Regions from separate parts of the Gossypium hirsutum genome. Here regions 1, 2 and 4 are each linked to region 3. Evidence: chromatin contacts called from public Hi-C data. All regions are on one chromosome and are shown on one strand. Each heading gives the region's core, a stretch centred on a gene start, on an enhancer-like site or on the middle of the called end of the contact. The rest is flanking DNA. Distances are from core to core; before and after follow the strand shown.

Region 1 (5,760 bases), core at 145-2,644, 460 kb after region 3:
CAAAATTGTGAACTAAGTGTTATGGTTGGGTGCGTATATTCAAACGATTAAGAAATTTAATGTCGGATCAAATAAGAAAATTATGAGATTGATGATGAAAATAAAGAGACTTGAGAAAGGGGTAAAACTGATAACTTTAGATCGAGTGTCAATATATGTTAGGCAAGCAATTTAGACTTAATTTGTCTATGAATAGGAAGGATCGGGCTGAATCGATTAAATTGATAAACAAACAACTTAAAGTGATTTAGAAGTATGAAATCAAATTTCAAAAAATTAAAAGGAATTTGTTGTGATTTAAACTTTTTTGTCAAGACCTGAAAAATATATGTTTTTAAAAAGAGATTGAGTTAGTCTTTTGCATATATGAGTATGTCTGGACAAAATTTTAAACCCATATTTCGGGCTAAGTCAGACTTAGGCAAACATAAAATATATTAATATCATAGTTAAGTCTTGTCCGAATTTAACCTGATCTGGCCTATGAACACCTCTTTGTATGACTTACTTTAAATATTATTATCAATATTTCTATGATTGGTTTATTTTAATTATTGGAAGCTATTAAAATTTTACCTTAACTAAAATTTTGTGTATCAAGGTAGAAAAACTGGGTTAAAATTTTAGAAACTAAAAAAGATGTACTACACACTAATTTGTTTCGATGAAAATTATTCGTTATTTCCATAAATTAATATATTTTATCATAATTAAAAATTTATTGACTTCAACCTATTAAATGAAAATATTTTCCTTAAATTATTCCTTTAAATTCAAACAATTTTTAGTTTAATTATTAAAATTTAATTTGGGGCATATCATAATTTTTTTAATATGTTTGTTTTTAAAAAATCATATAATTATACAATAATATAATTGATACAAGGGCAGATAGTGCAGTTTTTAAACTTCATATGCAGGGTTAAAGGGTTTATAAGTGTCTTATAAAGAGTGTATTATAATATTAAAAACAATAAATATTTTTAAAAAGGAGACATAAGATAAAATTTTAAGACTACTTGCGAAATTAACAAAAAATTATATTATCAGCATACCAAATACTAACCATTGATACTATATATATATGAAACATGGCTTAACAATAATATAATTACCTTAAACCGATTCTTGCAAAAATATAATTACCCATAAACCTCTTGATTTTTAAAAATAAAAAGAATACGTGTTTAAGTATGCTCAAATTCACATATTCCTAATTGTTGCACTAACAACGATGGAAATGACTTGAAACTTATTTGAGTTTTTTTTTTTTAGTTTGAAGAATTAAAATGTTAATAAGATTCATAATCTTTTTCTTACTTGTGTAGTTTAACCATAAACCAAAAACACATGAATTTTGTTGGTGAAGATTAAGAAGGCCCATTAAAATAAAACCTTTGATGGACAGATTGAAGGCCTCTAAAGAAGATTGATCCTTCATACATGATTTCGGTCCATTGGGCTGTATTCCCTTCCAACTTTTATTCTTTTATATCCCTTTTACAAAGATAAAGTATTAATTGTTGTGTGGATTGAGTTTTAAGATCAGTTTAGTATTGTTTTTCAGAAATACTTTTAGAATAAAAAATATTTTTGAGATAAAATTATTGTTAAATAAGATACTTTTGAACTTTTCAAAAGTGTTTCTTGGACAAAAAAAAGAAAATTTGCAAAAGCACTTTTTTAACCAAAAACAGAAGTAGAAAAATTTAGTTTTTGCTCAAAAGTGCTTTTTGGTCCAAAAGTGCTTATGAGAAATAATGTTAAATTGGCCCTTAATTCAATTGGTATGTGCATTGTTGCCAGTATAGGAGGACATAAGTTTGAGTACGCTAAAGCCAAAGGCGAAGCCAAAAATTTCTTTTAGGAGGGAATTAAATTGTAATTTTTACGATAGTAAAAATATAATTTTTAAAGGATTAAATCAAAATTTTATCATTTTTAAGGGAGGCTAAAGTGTAATGTTACCTTTACCAATTTAAAATTTTAAAAATTTTAAGGGGTCAAAATGGAAAAAAATTCTATTTTAGCCGCCCCTAGATTCGCCTTTGGCTAAAGCGCATTATCCTCCTATTTATGGGTTGGGAGGGACTATGGATAGTTTTAGACATTGTATAAAGAACATATACGATTAGAATCTATAATAAAATTGTTAAAAGAAAAAAAACCAAATCCTTTAATTATCAAAATAATTACCAAGGGCTCAAAATCCTTAACCAAAAAAGGTGTTATAGGTGAAGTGGTAGTATCATACCTATTGATTTTTTATACGCTATAATATGAGATTGAATCTAATTATATGCAATTATGCATGCCCACAATATAACTATATTCAGATTCTTGGCTTTTTTATTCGTTTTGATAAATCCAGAAGAAAATGAACTATTTCATTCGTCCCCATCCAAAAAGTTATATCAATATTCCTTTTCTTTTTTCTTTAATTATCCCTACTTAGGTTTAGCACTTTAGTGCATCCATAATTATAATTCATTACCATTAAAATGGTACCAAAACACACATGGGGTTAACCAGCTCCCATGTGCAATAACACACACAAAAAGACAATCAAAATTTTTATAATTAAAAAGACAAAGTAATTAGTAGCAAATATTAAGGTGATGATATGTCTTTTCATGATTCATAATTAGCTGAATATATTTGAAAATAAGGGTGAATCTATAAATAAAGCAAGGGTAGAAATTTAATTATAACTTTTATAAATTAAAATATAAATTTATTATGTATTAATTTATAATTTTATCATTTTTAAAGGGCCAGAGTAAAAAAATATTATATATTAATTTATAATTCATTTATTTATAAAAGGACTAAATTAAAAAAAAATCATATTTGACGGCCAAAGCGCGGCCTGTCGCCCTTGAGATTCGCCTCTATTTAAAAACAATGTTTAGGATTATGAATATATACTATTATATCCAATAAGATACAAAACTTTGTTGTCATGACCTAAAAAGTAATCTAGACAATTATGCTCTCCAATTTCAATGGAATAAATTAATGTAGGAATGCCATGAACTAAATTCATTTAATTATGGGATCCAATCAAATGCAGTTTCATTCTCTACCCCAAACTCTCAATTTCCTTGCTCATTTTTTATATATAACAAAAGTAATTCATTTTGTTTACCAGTATAAAAAAGAATATACAAAGATATTGTAGATACTAAAGCTCAGATTTTAAATCTGTAAATTAAATATTAGGTTAAAAAATCATTGACTTTACAATGAAGTACTATATATAGTTTCATTTTGATTGATATAATTGATTATTGAATTCATTTTAAAAAAAATAAAATTCTTTTGGGGTTTGGATAACTACTTGCTTTGGGGCACAATATGGGGCTATCCCATGTTGCATTGTATGAAAAATGGGCTACAAAGATTAGCTAGGGTAGTGATTAAAAAGTGGTTTAAAATAAGGAAAGAAGAAATGAGTTGATAATTATACACCTTCAACTCTTTGCAAGCATGGTGGCAATGAGCATCTAGCTTCCCCCGATGGCCCGACATATTGGCCAAAACTAGTAGGCCAACAAACCATACATCTTTCCTTTGTCCATTTCAATAATACACTTCAAATTTTTGCTGATACTTTATCCAATATATACATATATATTAATCTATTCTTGAGTTAACGTGAGGGTTCCGATCAACTTATTTCATTGAAAATGCAGGTTTAATTCATGCACTGCAAGGGAGATATGTGATTTAATATATCTAGCTCGATTAGTGATTGTAATCATGAATATATTTGACTTAAGATATCACACTTTTATTAAGCTATACACATATACTATAATCATTATCTGACATATACATAATCTATTATGATAAACAAGTTTTCGTATTTAACACTAACTTTAAAATGTATTATCAAATGTCTAATTATGAATTTAATCTAACTTCTTAATTGTCATAAAATACGAAACAAAATTATGATACATTAACATCGATGGTTTAGCCTATAATCAAATTACTTTACAAATACTTAGTTCCAAAATTTCAGATGAGGTAATTATATTTTATATAATTTTACTCATTGTATAGACTGATATTGACAACACATTAATACTTTCCAACTTTATGATCATGAAATAAAGGAACAGATCATTTGCAAATTATTCAATCTAAACAATTAGGTTTAGCTAGCCATTAGACTCTGGTGATTGAATATTTCAGTGGTCAATTGTCAATTTTTAGCAATCTTTGTGTAAAACCATGTGAGGTTGGTTGGTTTAGAAGGGTACCCCAACACATGCTTGCAATCTTGGCAATAACAAAAAATATATACAGGAAATTAGCTAAGAGCTATGATACAAAATCTGATTTAATTTTATACGAAAATCATCAATCGATCTTAGATCTGCATGCTCATTATAACCTAGCTAACAACCCTTTTGATTTTATAAGCAGCTAGCTAGCTAGCATGTTTCGACGATGTTTCCTGCCAGAAATAATGGGGTTCATTCATGTTATAATTGGTGGATCGATTTCATTAATAATTATGTTGTATGATCATGATTTGCCTTGTAGATTGGCTATTATGGGATTAGCTGAGATTTTGATTTGTTGACAGTATAACAGTAATCATTTTGATTAAGCATTATTTAATTAAGTAGAGCTTAAGCTAGCCTTCCAGACTACCAGGTACCAAAAGCTATACCCTAAAGTATTGAAAAAGATATCAGAGTTTGGACATGGAGATTTATGTAGATAATGCTTTAAAAAGGATAATCTGATAACATCTATATATTTATACAGTGCTGTTCTGAGTGTTAGACAGTTTTGGAGAATCTTTTGTTTAGCCTAAATAGTTATATGAAAATTCTTATCCAAGACCTATTTTCTTTAAGGAGAAAAAAAAAAAAACAGCACTCTTTTAAGCTAAAAATAGTGATAGAGATTTTCAAGGTGAAGTTTCCAGCTCAAAGTTCTCGGGAGATAATAATAAGGTACAGATATTCTGAGGTTAATAATTGGATTATATATTAAGTCAACACAAGATTCATCAAATTCCATGCTTTGAAAAGCTGCAATGAAAGAGAAAAAAAAAAGAGAAGAAAATGGGGAATAGAATCTAAAAGGATGACAGTCAAGAAAAACAAGCATTTATATGCAAACACAAAGGGAATTTGGGAAAAAAAGAAAAACATAAATGATAAAGCATTATTCATATATATATATATTTGTTTCTTGTAGAAAGAAAAAGAAACTAACGTGTGAAATGGGGTGACTTAAACTGTCAGGTAGTTGTCAATTGTGAGAGGAATGGGAGGAGTTTGATACGAAAAACCCACGAGGGGGCAACGTGCAGATTGGCATTGTTTTGTATAGTGTGATTGTTGGAGAGGAAGGGATAGCCCCACCAGTTGCTAAGTTTCATTCTCACAGTGGCCAAGCAGCGCCACCAGTTCACATGGTTTTGGCACCCCTTTTTCAACATAAGGTTACCTAATGTGGGCTAAAATATAAAAATAAGATTGGCAAAGAAGGGGGAATTAATGAAAGAAACAACAGCAAAGACAAGCACTTTAGCATCACAACAAATTGAAATGGGGACCCTTTCGCACATGGGGGCTTCTGCTGTGGGAGCCAACCTAAAGCTAAGAATCGTTTGCAAAATGTTGGTTGGAAGCACACACCTTTTGGGCTATACCTACATACCCTTTCTTTATCTTCACCTCTTTGCTTTAAACAAATAATACTATATGCCATCAATGCTTTCTTTCAGAGTTGCAG
Region 2 (5,385 bases), core at 38-2,537, 280 kb after region 3:
GGGGCTATTTTCCCTTCCAAATATGGATCCGTCATTTGGTAAATAGTTCCATTCTTTAGGTGTTCATTGACCCATGAAATTATATGACGATGATTATGGTCCCCTGCATCAAACATTAATACTTTTCTACCGCAAAGTACTTCAAGCAAAACAACCCCAAATGAGTAAACGTCTGATTTCTCTGTCACAAGAGTAGTATCCATGAAAAGCTCAGGAGCCACATAACCCAAAGTACCAAACAGCCTCGTTCGACTTGTTTGCAATTCAATTTCATCCAGAGGGGGTAACTCTATTCTGATGGGAGCGTTTGATAAACTAAAAGGGCCTATCTTAGACAAGGTGAAATCCGCAATCTTGGAAACCATTTGGTCATCTAAAAGAATGTTTTTGGTCTTGATGTCACGGTGGATGACTGCACGCTTTGCTCCAGCATGAAGATAATGTAATCCACAAGCAACCCCAATGCAAATCTCTAACCTTTGCTTCCATGGGAGGGGATCGTGATGACCAGTTCCATGGAGATGATCGAAGAGCGTCCCCTGGCTCATATAATTGTACACTGTGATCATCTTGTCTTCCTCATCGCAGAATCCAATCAGAGAAGCGATATGTTGGTGGCGCAGCTGGCAAAGTAGCTGCACCTCATTTCGAAAGTCTTCAAGTATTGTATGTCGTGAGGATCCGAGCTGCAAGTATTTGACAGCGAAAACCGAAGCCCCGTCATCGAAAAACCCTTTGTATACTACTGCGCTGCCACCTTTACCAAGAACCAACTGGGAGTCAAAGCTATTGGTGGCAAATCTGATCTCGTCGAGTGAAAATCGACGGCACAGATGTTGGGGAAGCGATGATTTAGCTTTTCCCTTGCTCGGCTTCTTCTTTAATTTGCTTTCAGATACTGGACAGAAACAAAAGCTGGAAAGTGAAGGAATTCTCATTATAAATCTCATTCCAAAGCCTAACTTCGGAGTCGGAGAGTTTTTTATTTCTCAAAGAAAATTGAAGAAGGAAGAAGAACGAGGAAGAGAGCATTATTAAACGAGAGAAAGAAAGGTAGGAGTTAAGAATTGGGTAAAATGTCTTACCGATTTCAAGTTCGACAAGTCATTTTACAGAAAAACAGCTAGCCTTCTGCAAACATTGGAAAAAAGATAAAAACATTTTACCGAAAATGAAATCAATGAAACAAACTGGCCCTTTGTTGGAACATTGAATGGGTCATAATCTTATCAAGTTCAAGCAGTGTACTTACTTTCCTTGCTGCTTCTCCTGGGGCGGGTCCATTGAAGTCCCGGGCTAAGCCCGTTACCTTTTTAGTATATACGACTTCATCTTCATATATTTACATATTAAATAAAGAAATAATAGTTTATATGAGTTTTAAAATCTACTGATGTGTTTTTTTTTAATATTTTTTAATGTTTTATTATATCTCTACATGATATTTATTAATCTTCGGACCTATTTATTTAATTTTATATTTTAGAAAATATGAATAAATACACCCATTTCTTTTTTTAATTGAAAAACCAAGAAATACATTTTGTTTTTCTCCTCTTTCAAGATATATTTGTGTAAAGATAATGGAGATAAGTGGTAAGTTTTAACTTACACTCATCTTTTCAGTTTTGATTTGGTTTTGTTACTTTTCTGATTATATATATTTATTTAAATTATATGATTTTTGGACTTCTTATTAACAAAGAAAAATACAGATTAATGAATGTTTGAAAAAAAATTAAAACTACCTTTTTATGGTAAGTCTATGTTCATGGTTTTTTTTTTTGAAATTTCATCATCTATGGCAGAGGTATTTTAAATATTAAGGTACTTTTAGTAAAAAATTTTATATAAAGTACTTATTTTGTGTGTGTTACAGTTATTTTGTTGTAGAGATTGGTTAATATCAGGGCAAAATTTAGAAAAAAAATTAGGAGTTTGAAATTAAATTGTATATTTTTATTATAGTAAAAATGTAATTTTATTATTTTAATAATTTATATCTTTATAATTTTTAAAGAATTAATTCAAAATTTTTTATCATTTTTGAGAGCTAAAGTATAATTTTACCTTTATTAATTTAAAATTTTATAAAAAGAATTTAATTTTTATTTTAGGATATGTCCTCTACCAGACCCTAAACCCTAAAAAATTTGAGAAATGCTTTAAAGTTGGGATTTGTATGTTATTCAAATATAGTTAACAAGAAGAAGGTGATTGAAAAATTAGATGGAATTAAAATTTAGTAGAACCTATTCAACGTTAATTTGGAAATGTGTAATGTCATCAACCTATAGGAAAAATTTTCCATTTGTGATCAGTCCAGTTAATGGAGGAAGGGAAAAAGAATAGAAGGTAGAAAGGAACAGGATGGATTTGGGTGACACTAAAAAAGTTAACGTGAAAAAAAGGGCTTATATGGCATAAAGTTATTAGGAGGGACCGTATCCTACTTGATAGTAAAGTTTACCTAATAATTTCTCAAGAGTAACAATTAAATTGCTTAAAAAAAGTATTAAGGATTAGTTGTATTTAAATTTTCATTTGAAATAATAGTGTGATTAAAATTACTCTTAAAAATTGGTATATTTACTTTAAAACTACTCTTAAGTTAATTTTTTTTTCAAAAACAGTCCTCTTTTTTAAATTGGAAGTCTTTTCTACAGTATTTTCATAAATTGATTTAATTTTCAAAAGTCCATAGTCTAATATATTTTCAGTCTATCATAGTTCAAAATTTCCAAACTCATTTTAAGCCAAAATCCTTAAATTACCCTTGAAATTTTTAGGCCTAATTTCAGGATGTGACATCGCTGTGAACTTAAAATGGTCTATATGTTAATTTAAACCTTATTTAATTATTATATAAGTCCTTAAGACATTAAAAACCATATCAATTAATTTTTATCATTTTTACAATTTAGTATTTATATCTTAATTAACTATTAATTCAATAAAATTTCTAGACCAAAATTTAATATAATACTAGAATAGACTCTTGCAACATCACTGACTTTGGAGTTGTTACACTTGTGCATCATTCCTTATGTATTTGCTAGTATCTTTTGCTTGTATTTTGCACTCGATTTATAAGCATTTTTTTAGAGTTAATATTGATTGCAAGTGAGGTTATTTTGGTGAGTGCTTGTAATGAATCAAGGTTATCTATTAGGGTTACAATTACTTCTTATGTAAGAGTAGATTGGACTTTAATCAATAAAATTACTAAATCGATTCTTGAATAAATCATTTACTAAGCAAAGCTTTGCAAAATTGGATTATTTTCCAAATTGCGTTAACAAAATTTGTATGTCTACTTCATTCCTTCCCCCAATTGCTTGTTCGCTTTGCTAAATTGTCTTATTCAAAAGCGTGTTCAAACATATATCGGAACAATGTGTTTGAACAACATATTACTTTTTCATTAACAATTATATTTTAATTTAAAATTTTAAAAATTAAAAAAATTAAATTTTTTAAATTAAAAATACATGAATTAAATTTCAAATTTTCCAACAATTATTTTACCTATATTTAAAATCATTAAACATGAAAATTATTTAAGTCATGATTAAAAAAGTGTAAACTCAATAATTATGTCTTAAAAAAATTTATTAAAATAATACAAAATAAAAAAAATTACCAAAATAATGTACAATAATATTAATATATTTTTACAAGTCTAATAATCTGACACCAAATCGGCGATTTGAGAATTTTTTTTAAAATTTATTTTTAGCCTAATTCCATTTCAAATGGGGATTTGGAGAGATGTGAATTTTTTTATGTAATTAAATTATTCTTAAAAATAATGACAAGAGACCGTCACTTTTTTCCTCTACTTCAAAATTTTTAACTTATGATATTTTTTTAATTATTTGAAATGATTATTCAAATTATATCAGGCTTATTAAATATTATTCAAAGTACAGTATTTTCATAAATGATTTTCATCCATATTATTTAAGTAATTTTTTTTTATTTTATTTTATATCATATTATATATTTACTTAACATGACAAGTACATGTAATAAAACTATGAAAAGTGCACATATGTGGGTTTTTATTTAATTTTTATGATTTTTTATTTCCCTCTCAAAAAGCCAATTTACATTTTTAAAAAATTAAAAGCAATCTTGAATTTTTTAATAGATAATGATATTAATTTTAAATATTAAGTTATGATAATAATAAATTTAATTAGAAAATTGGAATTTTTAAATACAATGATGATGCATGACAATGGCAAAATTGCAACAAAAGATGAATTAAGTTTTTTTATCTGTTTTGTCTCATATCATTCAAAGACGAATTAAGTTTATGAAACTGGAACTTCAAAAACAAGTTGTCTTAATGTTTTTCTTCTGCATTTTACAATCCAAGCAAAAAAACTATAGCAACTGGATTGAGTGTTTGTAATTTTTAAGTGTTTAATATCATAAATTATCTTTATAAACAATAAAATAGATACATAAAATATTTTAATCATGTCAATAAAAATAATAGTGAGATTTTTTATACTTTCAATATTTTCTTAAAGTAACACGATATACAAATTCATTACAACTCCAATAAAATAATTATCAACATAACACAAAATCATTAACCATTTCATATGCATAACCAAGTCATATTGTATCATATCACTATACCTTACTCATTTGCAAAAAGTCAATTCTTTTCATGTCCATCCTTTTCAAATTCTATCATTTACGTATAGTTATCATTTTCATATTTGAGCTGTTCATACAAGCTTCAGATCAAGGTTACTATACATACTTTACCAAATACTATTCATACAAGCTTCAGAAAATCTACAGAAGAAGCAAATGATGTTCACCATGCAAACTTTGCCTAAAATTTCCAAGCATTAATGAAGCTTTCTCCCATCAATGTGTCACCAACAGTGGAGAAGATGGATAGGGATTTCGACGCGAGCATAGGGCCAATACCTCACGCGTCGATAAACTCACTACCGTACACAACTGCAAAGAAATGAGACTATTTCAAAAGAGAGTGATTAATTTTATGCAAAATTAAGGAGTTAACAGATTGCACCTCAACGAACACTATATTCCGTCTGCGTTATTGGTAGAACCACTTATATTTGAAACCACAAGTGACGATATATCAAATAGAAATGTGAAGATGAATTACATTTCTTACTTATTTTGTCCTATTTCATTCAAAGACTGAATCAAGTTTACGAAACTTGAACTTCAAAAAGTTGTCTTAATGTTCTTCTTTTGCATATTACAATCCAAACAAAAATACTATGGCAACTGGATTGAGTGTTTGTAATTTTGAAGTGTTTAAAATCATAAATTATCTTTATAAATAATAAAATGCCAACATAAAATACTTTAATTATGTCAATAAAAATA
Region 3 (5,877 bases), core at 2,657-5,156:
TTATTTAAAAACATCACTCATAGTATATAAAGTGGTGAAATAGTGTATGTAACACCCCCTACCCGTATCTGTCGCCGGAATAGAGTACGAGGCATTACCGAGAAGCACGAAACACTTACAGATAATTTAAATACATTTTCATAACAATTTGTTTCGATTTCATACTATTTCATATTTAAGCTTTATTCACTAAAGTATTTGAAATATCATCTTTATGCAAATAGCACACATGAGGTACATAATTCTATAATTATGAATGAACACATTTATTAAACATATTCCATGTTTTATATATATCATAGTTTCATATTTCCATGTATCAATTACCATCACTTTCTCGTATTTCAGACAAATACGTGTAACAATTCATAAATATGCAATTCATTAACTCTTCCTACCAATTACGATTTAAATTGCCAAATCACTTATTGAGCCCAATTTCAATGTTCACTAAAATTTATCATATAAATTTTGATGTACGTATTCATCAATAAATTCCATGTACAAATATCATCATCTTATATTTCCACATACATTTGCTTTCCACATTTATGAATTCAAATAGCATATACAATACATACCAATGTATTTCAAGTATGTTTTCATGATATTTCATTTCGAACTCAGATTATTTCATACTAGAAGTTTTCTCATTAACCCATTTGGAATACCAATTCATACGGATAATACACTCAAGGCGTAGAAATATATAATCACAAATGAATTCATCCATCAACCAAGTTTTATGCTCATGTCTCATCAACTCGTATTTCCTTATGTCACATAATTCCATGTAATACTTACCAAACTTCTTCAAATTAGTGAACATCTTACGGAATTGAGTATTTCATTTTTTTTTCGATGCTATAGTTCAACTATGGTCTTACACATCTTTACATAATGATGCCATAGCCCAGCTATAGTCTTACACGTAATCACATATCTCACTGATGTCATATCCCAAATATGGTCTTATACAGTAGCATATATCACACCGATACCATATCCCAGATATGGTCTTATACAGAAATCACTTGTCACTTGTCACTTGTCACTTGTAGCCAAAGCTACCACTATTCACTGATCAGGTAGCTGGTGCTACCATTTTTCACTGATCAGGTAGCCGGAGCTACCACTTTTCACTGATCAGGTAGCCGAAGCTACCACTTTTCACTGATTAGGTAGCAGAAGCTACCACTTTTCACTGATCAGGTAGCTGAAACTACCACTTTTCACTGATCAGGTAGCTGAAGCTACCACTTTTCAGTTGTCATTTGTCATTGATCAAATAAGTGTAGCCGAAGCTATCACTTATCACTTTCACTTGTCCTTAATCAGATAAGTGTAGCCGAAGTTATTACTTATCACTTTAATTTGTCCTTGATCAGATAAGTGTAGCCGAAGCTATCACTTATCACTTGTTTCCATGGTCCAACCATGGTCTTTTCCTTCAATTCATCTTGTCACTGAACTGAAATGCTCAATTTGATCATTTATTCAATTTTCATGCTTTTACATTATTCACGATTTTATCATCAATACATATGAAATAACTCATCATAAAATTCATAAAATTAACAAATAATCACTAAAATTTGGCCATATAAATTCACAAGTTCAATTTTTGTATTATAACGATAATCATAATTTCATAATAAATATTCCAAATAAAACATTATATCATTTCTAATCCAACACTCATCGATTATAACCGGGCATGTGATCAATTTATACACGAGTCATTCATATATATGTATATTTTTCCTCCTCCTCCTCTCCATCCACATCCTTAGTATAAACAACACACTTGTAAGTAACATTATCCATAATTTTCATTATCTACTTATGTGAATATTCAAGCTATCCATCTGTGTCATAATCACTAAATTATTTTTATCTTGAGCTACAGAACTCCAAATTAAGATCCTCTAATTTTAGCTGAAACTAGACTCATATACCTTCTTACCATAAAAATTTCATAATTTTTGGTTGGGCCAATTAATACAGTTTATTCATTGAAGTCTCCCCTGTTCTGCTGTCTGACAGTTCCGACTCTTCTTCACTAAAAACTAATTATCTTCTTGTACAGGATTTGAATGATGTCCTAGTTTGTTTTTCTTGAAATAAACTCATTCAGGATTCTAAAAATATAAATTTAAGCCCCTAATTATTTTTATCCAATTTTTTATGATTTTCCAAAGTCAGAACAGGGGAACTCGAAATCATTCTGACCTTGTCTTACAAAAGTTATTGTATCTGATGATTTACAATTCCATTGCTTACATAATTTCTTTTATAAGAAACTAGACTCAATAAGCTTTAATTTCATATTTTATTCATCCTCTAACTCGATTTCTATAATTTTTAGTGATTTTTCAAAGTTAGACTACTGCTGCTGTCTAAAACAGTTTTAGTGCAAAATGTTTATTTCCATTTTGCCCCAAATTTCACAATTCATACAATTCAGTCCTTGCTCAATTAACCCCTCAATTAAGATAATTTTCTCAATTAACACTTTTTCTAGACATTATAAGTTATTTCATAACTATTTAAATTCATAATTTCCATATGAAACTTTAACTTCAAACTCTTTTACAATTAGGTCCCAAACATTCACTTTCTATTCAATTCTTTCAATAAAATCAGCATATAAATAATTTAAAGCTCTAATTCCATGGCAAATCATCATATACTTCTAGCACATATTCATAACAACTTTCAATTTCTTTCATAGAATCAAAAACTAATGAATTCAACAAGTGGACCTAGTTGTAAAAATCACAAAAACATAAAAATTTCAAGGAGAAAGCAAGAATTAAACTTACATGAAGCTAGAGTATGAAAACCAGCTTGAACCCTCCTCCATGGTTGTTTTTCAGCTGATGAATATGAAGAGAAATGAAGAGAATTCTAGATATTCCAATTTAGTCCCATTTTTATTTAGCCAATTTTGACAATTTTCCAATTTTGCCCTTATTTCATCCATTTCCTGATTTTTCTCAGCTATTGCCGCCCAAAATTCCTCATTTGACAATTGAGCTATTTAATTCTTCTAGTAACTTTTACACCCTTTTCAATTTAGTCCTTTTTATTTAATTAACCACCCAAACGTAAAAATTTTCTGACTAAATTTTAATACTACCTCACCAACACTCCAAAAATATTTCTAAAAATATTTATGGCTTGATTTATGAAGTTGAGGTCTCGATACCTCATTCTCGACCCAATTTACCTAATTAATTCTTTTAAATCACCAAATTCACTAATTCAAAAATGCTTTTATATTCACATTTAACTCATAGGTATTAATTTATTAAATTTTTAACTCACCCATCGGATTTGGTGATCTCAAATCTCTATTCCCGATACCACTGAAAATTAGGCTGTTACAGTGCATCTAAAATAACTTATCCATTAATAACACATTACAAGGTCAATGATCAAAATAAGACTGGTTGTCGTGGATCAAACCAATGGTATTTATGTATTTAGCAAAGTGCTTGATATAACACATGACTAGTTGTTATTGATCAATCATGTATACCACAATAGCTTTTGGTACAGGCAATAATCAATTAAGGTAATCTATAATACAATTTAAGTATTTGGTTGTAATTTTTTCTTTTTAAGTATCAAGTCGTCAAAAATGTATAATTTATTCAATTTATATATTAAGTCTACGATAGCAGCCAAAAATAAACGAAGATGCTTAAAACTTTATAGTTTTTTCTATAATTATTTGAGTCAAGAATTTGGTGTTCCTTTTACCATACTCCTATGCAAATTAATCGTCCAAATCAAGAATTTCTATCTTCAAAAATCACTGCCGAACCTACACCAGGTACGTCCCTTTCACTTCTATTCACCTTTATATCCTAGCATGGATTCGACCACTCACATGCATAAGTGACCCATGCTTTGTATTTATACTTTTTCTATGCACATGGTTCTTCAAAGAATGGCTTGGACTATGCAGAAAAATCGAGGACGTATAATCGGTTTCTTGGGAATAATGATTTATTTCATCTTCTAATTTAAAATAAAAAATATTTCAAATTTTATTTAATTTTTTATTTTTAGTTTTTAAATTTGTATTATTTATTAAATTATCTTAACATAGATAGAGAAGTTAATGCTTGTTAACTTTGTTGACATGAAATTCATGTGAATTGTAATGTGAATACTGTGTTAGCAATGATTTAATTTTTAAAATTTAAAAATTTTAAAAATATATTTTTTTTAAATTTAAAAGTTATTAAAAATATAAAAATCAATTAATTGTTAACGTGACATTCACGTGGATTACCATATTAGCAAAGTTAACAAACATTAATTTTCTCATCCATTATCAATATAGATCGATTTTACATTTACATATTACATGCACAAATAATTATATTTATCTAATACGAAAATAAATTGATCTGTTTAATTTTTAAATGTATATATTTGAATCAAAATCAAAGTTTTATGTCCACAATCAAAGCTTCATGTATATGATTACACAAAATCAAAATTCATTAACAAATTTCACTTTGGATCAAAGTTTATATATAATTTTGAAATTTATCCTTATATGTAAAAATTGATTTTTATGCCTCATTTTGCAAGAATATTAATATTGTAATACATTTGTTATGTCATATTTGGTAGAAGTAGGGGTGACAATAGGGGCCTAGTCTCCCCTAAAATGGTAATTTGTGTTCGGTTCCTTTAAATTATGTAATTTTATATGTCGATTTATGATAAAAATACATTTTGTCCCCTCAAAATTATAAAATTTGATTTAATCCTTTTAAAAAATGTAAAATAATAAGTTAATATAATAGTAAATTTGTATTTTAAATCTCAAAAAAATTGTAATTCAATCATGGCCCTCCAAAAAATTTCTAACTTCGCTGTTTAGTATAAGTATTATAATTTAACACAAATTTTAATACATCAATAATAAAACAATACATTGTTTGCTAACAAAAAAATTTAAGGCCCTCTTAATACTTATCTATCACTTGATTGATAATGCATACTTATCTATCACTTGATTGATAATGCAAAATACAAGTATAAGTTTGATTGCATCTATTTGACATAAGTTCGAAATCTATTACTTCTATCCCTCACCCTCAATATTGTATAAAAAATTTATTGCAAGAAGTTGCTTATTTTTTTACTAATATCACAAAACATGAGGATTACCTGAAATAGAAAAATATTCAAGAAAGGTTTATTTATTGCCAACAAGTTTAGGAGTACAGCAACATGCAACATGCAAGTCGGGGATTAGACATTTTCCCAAAGTTGTATATAAATATTAGTTAGTTAAAAAAGTGACTTTAATTGGTAAAATCACTAGCAAAACAGGTTTTTAGCGGCACTTTTTTGATCTTGCTTATAAATGCCTCTAAAACAATTTATGGCGTTTTGATAAGCGCCGCAAAAAAACATCGCTATATATAACGCCGCTAAATTTTACAGTATTTATGTGGGAAAATATCGCTATAGAACATGACCTTTACGGCACTTCTCATAAAACGCCGCTAAAGAACATGTTCTTTAAAGGCATTTGTGGAAAAAGCACTGTTATAGGTCATGTTCTTTAGCGGCGTTTTTAGTAAAAGCACTGCTAAAGAACTTTAGTAGATTTTACCAAACCATTTTAATTCAGATAGAACTTGACTTTTCAACATAGTATCCTGTAATATCAAATCCAACCAAAAACTTCAAATCTAAATGATACAATCACGGAAGAAATATGTATATGATCTAAATTAATAAATGAAATAAAATATATTATATTCAAAAGTTATATTGTTAAGATATTCTCACAATAAGAAAACAAAAGTGTAAGATGCCAGATTCTGCGATTATTGAAACATT
Region 4 (5,545 bases), core at 299-2,798, 370 kb after region 3:
TTCCAGCCCAAATAAGACTAAACTCAAACTATAAAATGGATAAAGATACATAAGATTATATAAAAAAACAAAATATGATATTATTAATTATAACATTCTTAATTTATTTTTAAATATTTTAATCAACATATTTATTTGCAAATTAATTTTATTTAATTAGGATTTTCAAGTCTGCTACTCTAGCACGTCTCTGTCTGCTCTCTCTAGCAAGCCTTTAGGTTTTTGTGTTTTGAGTCTCCTTTGTTGGGCGGCTACCATCTCCATAATCTTATTAAGTTTAAAAATCAATTTTCAACGCCTCTTGTTTTTCTGACTACATCCATGGAATCAGAATTCGCCGATTTAACACTTGATGAAGAAGAAGAAGCAGTTCTGCAGATACAAGTCGATCCAGATTCAGTTAGTGAAGGAGGAGTTCTTAATCTGGTTGGATGTTTTCTTACAGCCAGTATTGTTCACTTTCCAACAATGAAAAACACTATAGCTAATTTATGGAATCCTGTTAAGGGTGTTCAAATTAGAGATCTGGGTGAAAAAAGGTATTTATTTCAATTTTATCACATCATGGATATGGAAAAGGTTTTAAAAGGATCCCCTTGGATGTTTAATAATCATCTTTTAATTTTGCATAAGTTGCAAAGGGAAGAGGATCCATTAAAAGTCCCTTTAACCTTAACTCCCTTCTGGGTACAAGTTCATGACATTCCCGTGGGTTACTATTCTGAAAATTTGGTTACACAGTTGGGAAATTTTATAAGAAATCTTCTGGAGTACGATGGCTCAAGTTTCGAGAAAAAGAATAGAAATTTTATGTAGATACGGGTTCAAATTGATATTCGTCGCCCTCTAAAAAGGAAAAAACAAATCATGTTTAGTGGCAAGTGTTTTTATGTCAGATTCAAGTATGAAAGACTGGCCCTTTTTTGTTTCTATTGTGGCCGTCTAGGTCATAGTGATTCTTTTTGTGCAACCAAGATGGAGCTAGGGGCAGAAATTGCTAACATGGGTTGGGATCTGACTTTACGTGCACAGACAAAAAGAGCCCAAACAATGAGTAGTGTTTGGTTAAGGGAGGAAGGAGGAGTTGTGAGCAGTCTTAATGCAGATCCCAGAGGAAACAGTAGATAAGGAGATGTTAGAAGTTTTGGCTGTGATACAAACATTGACCCTATCTTAGGATTCAATCTGGAAGGAAAAAAGGTTCACTCAAGCCTAGAGAATGACGAAACATTGGGTGGTCAAATTAAAACAGCAATGGATTATGATCTGGAGAATGAGGTGATTATAGGCGAGGAGGGGAAAAAGAGGCCTAGAGGGGACATTGAAGAAAGCAGTACCATGGGAAGAAGAAATAGGAGAATGCCTGAAGTTACTCATTTATTATCGGCAGCTGCCAAGAGGCAAGCCGACTGATCGTAATGAAAATCTTAAGTTGGAACGTCCGTGGTTTGGGGAATCCACGGATAGTTCGAAGACTTCGGGATACGCTGAAGTTACATTATCCCTAAGTGATCTTCTTTATGGAGACAAAAATTAATAAGTATCAGATGGAAAAAGTTCAGCCGAGTTGCAGGTTTCATTTTGGTATTGATGTTGATTCGGTTGGTTCTAGAGGGGGACTAAGTTTAGCATGGCAAGGGGATGCTAATATAATGCTCCAAAGTTTCTCTAATCGACATATTGATGTGATTATTGAGGATGTAGGTGATCAGAAGAAGTGGAGATTTACAGGTTTCTATGGTTCTCCTTACACACATGATAGAGATGATTCATGGAATTTGTTAAGACGATTAAGTAATAACGAAGAGTATCCATGGCTGGTTTGTAAGGACTTTAATGAGATCTTATATGGCTTTGAGAAGAAAAGAGGTCTCCCTAGAGATGAGAGAAGAATGGAAGCTTTTCGAAAGACGTTAGAAGATTGTAGCTTGGTGGATGTGGGTTATTTAGGTAATTGGTTTACTTAGGAAAGAGGGAACCTCCCAGAAACGAACATTCAAGAGAGGTTGGATAGGGGTGTAGCTACGGAAGAATAGATTTTTTTATTCCCAAATTCTCAAATTAAACATCTCCCCTATTCATTCTCGGACCATCGTCCACTTCTTATTAGTACAAGCACAAAGTTGGAAGGCTGATTCAAAAAAACTTTAAGTTTGAGGCCTGGTGGGTTTTGGAGGAAACATTTTTTGAGGAAGTTAGACATATTTAGGAAAATGCCGGAGGTGATATTTTGAGCAAGATGGATGATATCAAAAGAGATTTAACGAGTTGGGCAAACCAGATTCGACGGTGTAAAAAAATAAAAACAGAGGTCCTAACATCAAAGTTAGCAATGTTACTTGAATCCGATAGAAGTGATGAAAATTTGGCAGAGCTTATTGATACAAAGATTAATTTGAATTTTGAGATTGAAAAGGATGAATGCTATTAGGAGCAGAGGGCCTAAATAAATTGGTTGAAACTTGGAGACAAAAATACAGCTTTTTTTCATAAGCAGGCGACCCAAAGAAAAAAGTGTAATTTTATTCACAAGATGCAGTTTGAAGACGGTAGAGAGACAGAGGAGGTTAAAGAGATGGAGGAAATTGCTAGATCGTATTTTCTAAAATTATTTTCAGTAGGAAGACAAGATAACTTCTCTAAAATCTTGTCCGGAATTAACAGATGCATTTTTTATGAAGATAATGAGAAATTAAAGACAAGATACACCAAGGAGGAAATAAGAGAAGCTCTACTAGAAATAGGTCCTACAAAAGCACCTGGAGAGGATAGTTTTCCAGCCTTATTCTATAAAAAAATGTTGGCCGATCATTGGGGAGGATGTATCCACTTTTTGCCTTCAAAGATTAAATGAAAGTATGGAATTACATTCAATCAACAAAACAAATATTGTGCTAAGCCCAAAAATTTTAAACCCTTTCAGTATTACTCAATTTAGGCCAATTAGCTTATGCAATGTGATTTATAAATTGATAGCTAAGGTCATTGCTAATCGACTTCGGACAGTGATTCATAAATGCATTGATTCAGCACAAAGTGCTTTTGTTCTAGGAAGACTGATTTTCGATAACGTATTACTAGCTTATGAAGTTCTGCACACTTTAAAGCACAAAAGGCCAGGAAAAAATAGCTTATGAAGTTCTGCACACTTTAAAGCACAAAAGGCCAGGAAAAAAAAGGTTTATGGCTGTGAAACTGGATATGAGTAAGGCATATGATAAGGTTGAATGGAGCTTTGTGAATGAGTAATGACGAAAATGGGATTTGACCCAAGATGGGTTAGTTCGTTAATGAATTGTGTGTCTATAGTATCATATTCTGTAGTTTTCAACGAAAATGTAGGAGAAAATTTTCTTCCATCTAGAGGTCTTAGACAAGGGGACCCTTTAAGTATGTTTTTGTTTTTACTTTGTGGGGAAGGGCTTTCGAGTCTAATGCAGCTGGCGAGAACAAGAAACATTATAAAAGGAGTTAAAGTTAGTCAAAGTGGGCCAACCATCTCTCATTTACTCTTTACAGATGACTGTATCTTATTTGCCGAAGCTACTGAAAGGGGGGCACAGTTACTAAAACAAGTTTTGAATGAGTATGAGAGGAGCTCAGGTCAATGTGTTAATTATGATAAATCTATTGTATTCTTCAGTTCAAATACACAAGAAAGGGAAAGGGTTGCAGTTTCGAACATACTTAGAGTAAGAAGGTCAACGGATCCAAAAAGATATCTAGGGCTCCCTAATATGGTGGAAAGGAAAAAGAGGTCATCATTTCAAAATTTGAAGGATAGATTTAAACAACGAATTGACAATTGGAGTATAAGATATCTCTCCCAAGAAGGAAAGGAAGTTTTTATTAAAGCTATACTCCAATCTATCCCAACTTATACGATGGCTTGTTTTCAACTTCCTAAAACTCTATGTGCTGAATTGGAGGGCATAATAGCTAAATACCGGTGGCAAAAGAAGCACAATAGGAAAGGTATTCATTGGTGCGCTTGGAAAGATTTATGCTTATTAAAAGAAGATGGTGGCCTTGGGTTTCGAAATCTTGCGAAGTTTAATGTTGAGCTTTTAGCAAAACCAGGGTGGCGTCTTATCAAATCCCCAAATTCATTATTAGCCTACGTTTTAAAGGCAAAATATTATCCCAATTCGAATTTCTACAAAGCTCGATTAGGAAATTTACCTTCGCTTACCTAGAAAAGTGTTTGGGCTACGAGAGGGCTTCTGGAGAAAGGATTATGCTAGAGGGTTGAGAGAGGGGATCAAATATCTGTTTGGGATGATTTATTGATATCAGGAAATGAATCAGATAGAATATCAAACCAAGACAACAATGATAATATTAAGTTAGTTTCAAATTTAATCGAAGCCATCACTAGAAGCTGGAAAACAAAGGTCATAAGGAATACCTTCCAAATGGATGTAGCGGAAAAAACTCTGAAGATCCCGCTAGCGAAGACAGCACACGAAGATTTTCAAGTATGGAAAGGGGAGTTGACAGGGGAGTTCTCCGTTAGGAGTGCCTACAAACTATTACATGAAATTTGCTTGGATCCTAATACTATTATTTTACAGACCGAAATTAAAAATTTCTACAGAAAACTGTGGAAATTATACATCCCCTCAAAAATTCAAATTACAGTTTGGAGAATATCTTGGAACTTCATTCCGTCTCTTGTCAACCTTAGGCTCAAGAGGGTTGTGGTGGATGCCCAATGTCCTAGATGTCGCCAAGGAGATAAGGACCACTCATATTTTTCAACAATGTCCATTTACAATTGAAGTTTGGAATCAGTTAAGACTAGCATAGGTTTTCAGCCATAATAATCTGAATATATGGCAATGGCTTACCTGGGTCTATGATAAAGGAACAGATGAGCAGATCTGGCTCTTTTGTTATGGTCTTTGGTTAATCTGGTTCAGCAAAAATAAGTTATTATATGAAAGAAGACATATGACAGGAATCGAAATAGCAAGACAAACTCGGAACTATATGGTAGAACTGGATGCAATAGAGGAGACAAGATTTACTCTTCAACCAGCTGAAAATACTCAACAGATATGTAGAAGGGGAAAGATCACAGTTTATTTTGACGCAACCTTCGACCGACTATCGTCCAGATCGACTACGGGTTTGCTTGTACTGAACGAGGAGGGGGAGATCCTCGAATCGAAGGCAGTCATGCACTCCGAGATAGTTACTTCGTTCACGGCAGAATCATATGCAGGATTACAGGCAATAAAATTAGGGATTTCTATGGGGTTAAACAAAATAGAAGTAGTGGGAGATTCGAAAACTATCATTAAGAAATGCCAAAGAAGTGATACAGACAAATCTGTCATTGGAGCAATTATCAGAGACATACAAAGCAAAAAAGATAGATTCCAGGAGATCGACTTTCATTTTATCCCTAAGGCAGAGAATGTCTACGCTCATGTTATAGCAAAGGAGGCCCTTAAGAGAAGAGAAAGCTTTTACTTGATGGGAGGAATTCCAGATTCAGTTCGCCAAGCAGTGGAGAGTTTTTGGCCAAAAGCTCCAGACT

Evidence for each region. A called contact is a pair of places that touch in the nucleus more often than the background predicts.
Region 1: a Hi-C map of leaf shows a contact between it and region 3, with 5 times the contacts expected there. The contact joins two enhancer-like sites. A contact is called at or near these places in 3 of 34 Hi-C or Micro-C datasets (all in leaf).
Region 2: a contact with region 3 is called in a Hi-C map of leaf, with 2.2 times the contacts expected there. The contact joins the promoter of LOC107955685 here to the enhancer-like site in region 3. A contact is called at or near these places in 6 of 34 Hi-C or Micro-C datasets (hypocotyl and leaf).
Region 4: a Hi-C map of leaf shows a contact between it and region 3, with 2.6 times the contacts expected there. The contact joins the promoter of LOC107952415 here to the enhancer-like site in region 3. A contact is called at or near these places in 6 of 34 Hi-C or Micro-C datasets (callus, hypocotyl and leaf).

Annotation. Positions count from the first base shown.
Region 1 is chrA07:83,326,990-83,332,749 of Gossypium_hirsutum_v2.1, reverse strand. No RefSeq gene overlaps it. Among protein-coding and RNA genes, the nearest start is that of LOC107951886, 13 kb to the left of the region's middle. Within about 2 kb of position 1,394, at least 1 of the 9 cell types and tissues checked has an H3K27ac peak or open chromatin away from gene starts, as enhancers often do. A contact at or near this core is called in leaf, where this site is marked.
Region 2 is chrA07:83,505,850-83,511,234 of Gossypium_hirsutum_v2.1, reverse strand. LOC107955685 (putative receptor-like protein kinase At5g39000) reads right to left here and starts at 1,287. Exons shown (of 2, transcript XM_016891489.2): 1 at 1-1,287. The coding sequence starts at 950. It overlaps LOC107956404 (receptor-like protein kinase FERONIA), which reads right to left. Exons shown (of 1, transcript XM_041116938.1): 1 at 5,354-5,385.
Region 3 is chrA07:83,791,075-83,796,951 of Gossypium_hirsutum_v2.1, reverse strand. No RefSeq gene overlaps it. Among protein-coding and RNA genes, the nearest start is that of LOC107955690, 5.8 kb to the right of the region's middle. Within about 2 kb of position 3,906, at least 1 of the 9 cell types and tissues checked has an H3K27ac peak or open chromatin away from gene starts, as enhancers often do. A contact at or near this core is called in leaf, where this site is marked.
Region 4 is chrA07:83,415,713-83,421,257 of Gossypium_hirsutum_v2.1, reverse strand. LOC107952415 reads left to right here and starts at 1,548. Exons shown (of 2, transcript XM_016887671.2): 1 at 1,548-1,950; 2 at 3,325-4,196. The coding sequence starts at 1,548. The coding sequence ends at 4,196. It overlaps LOC107952414, which reads left to right and starts at 4,954. Exons shown (of 1, transcript XM_016887670.1): 1 at 4,954-5,545. The coding sequence starts at 4,954.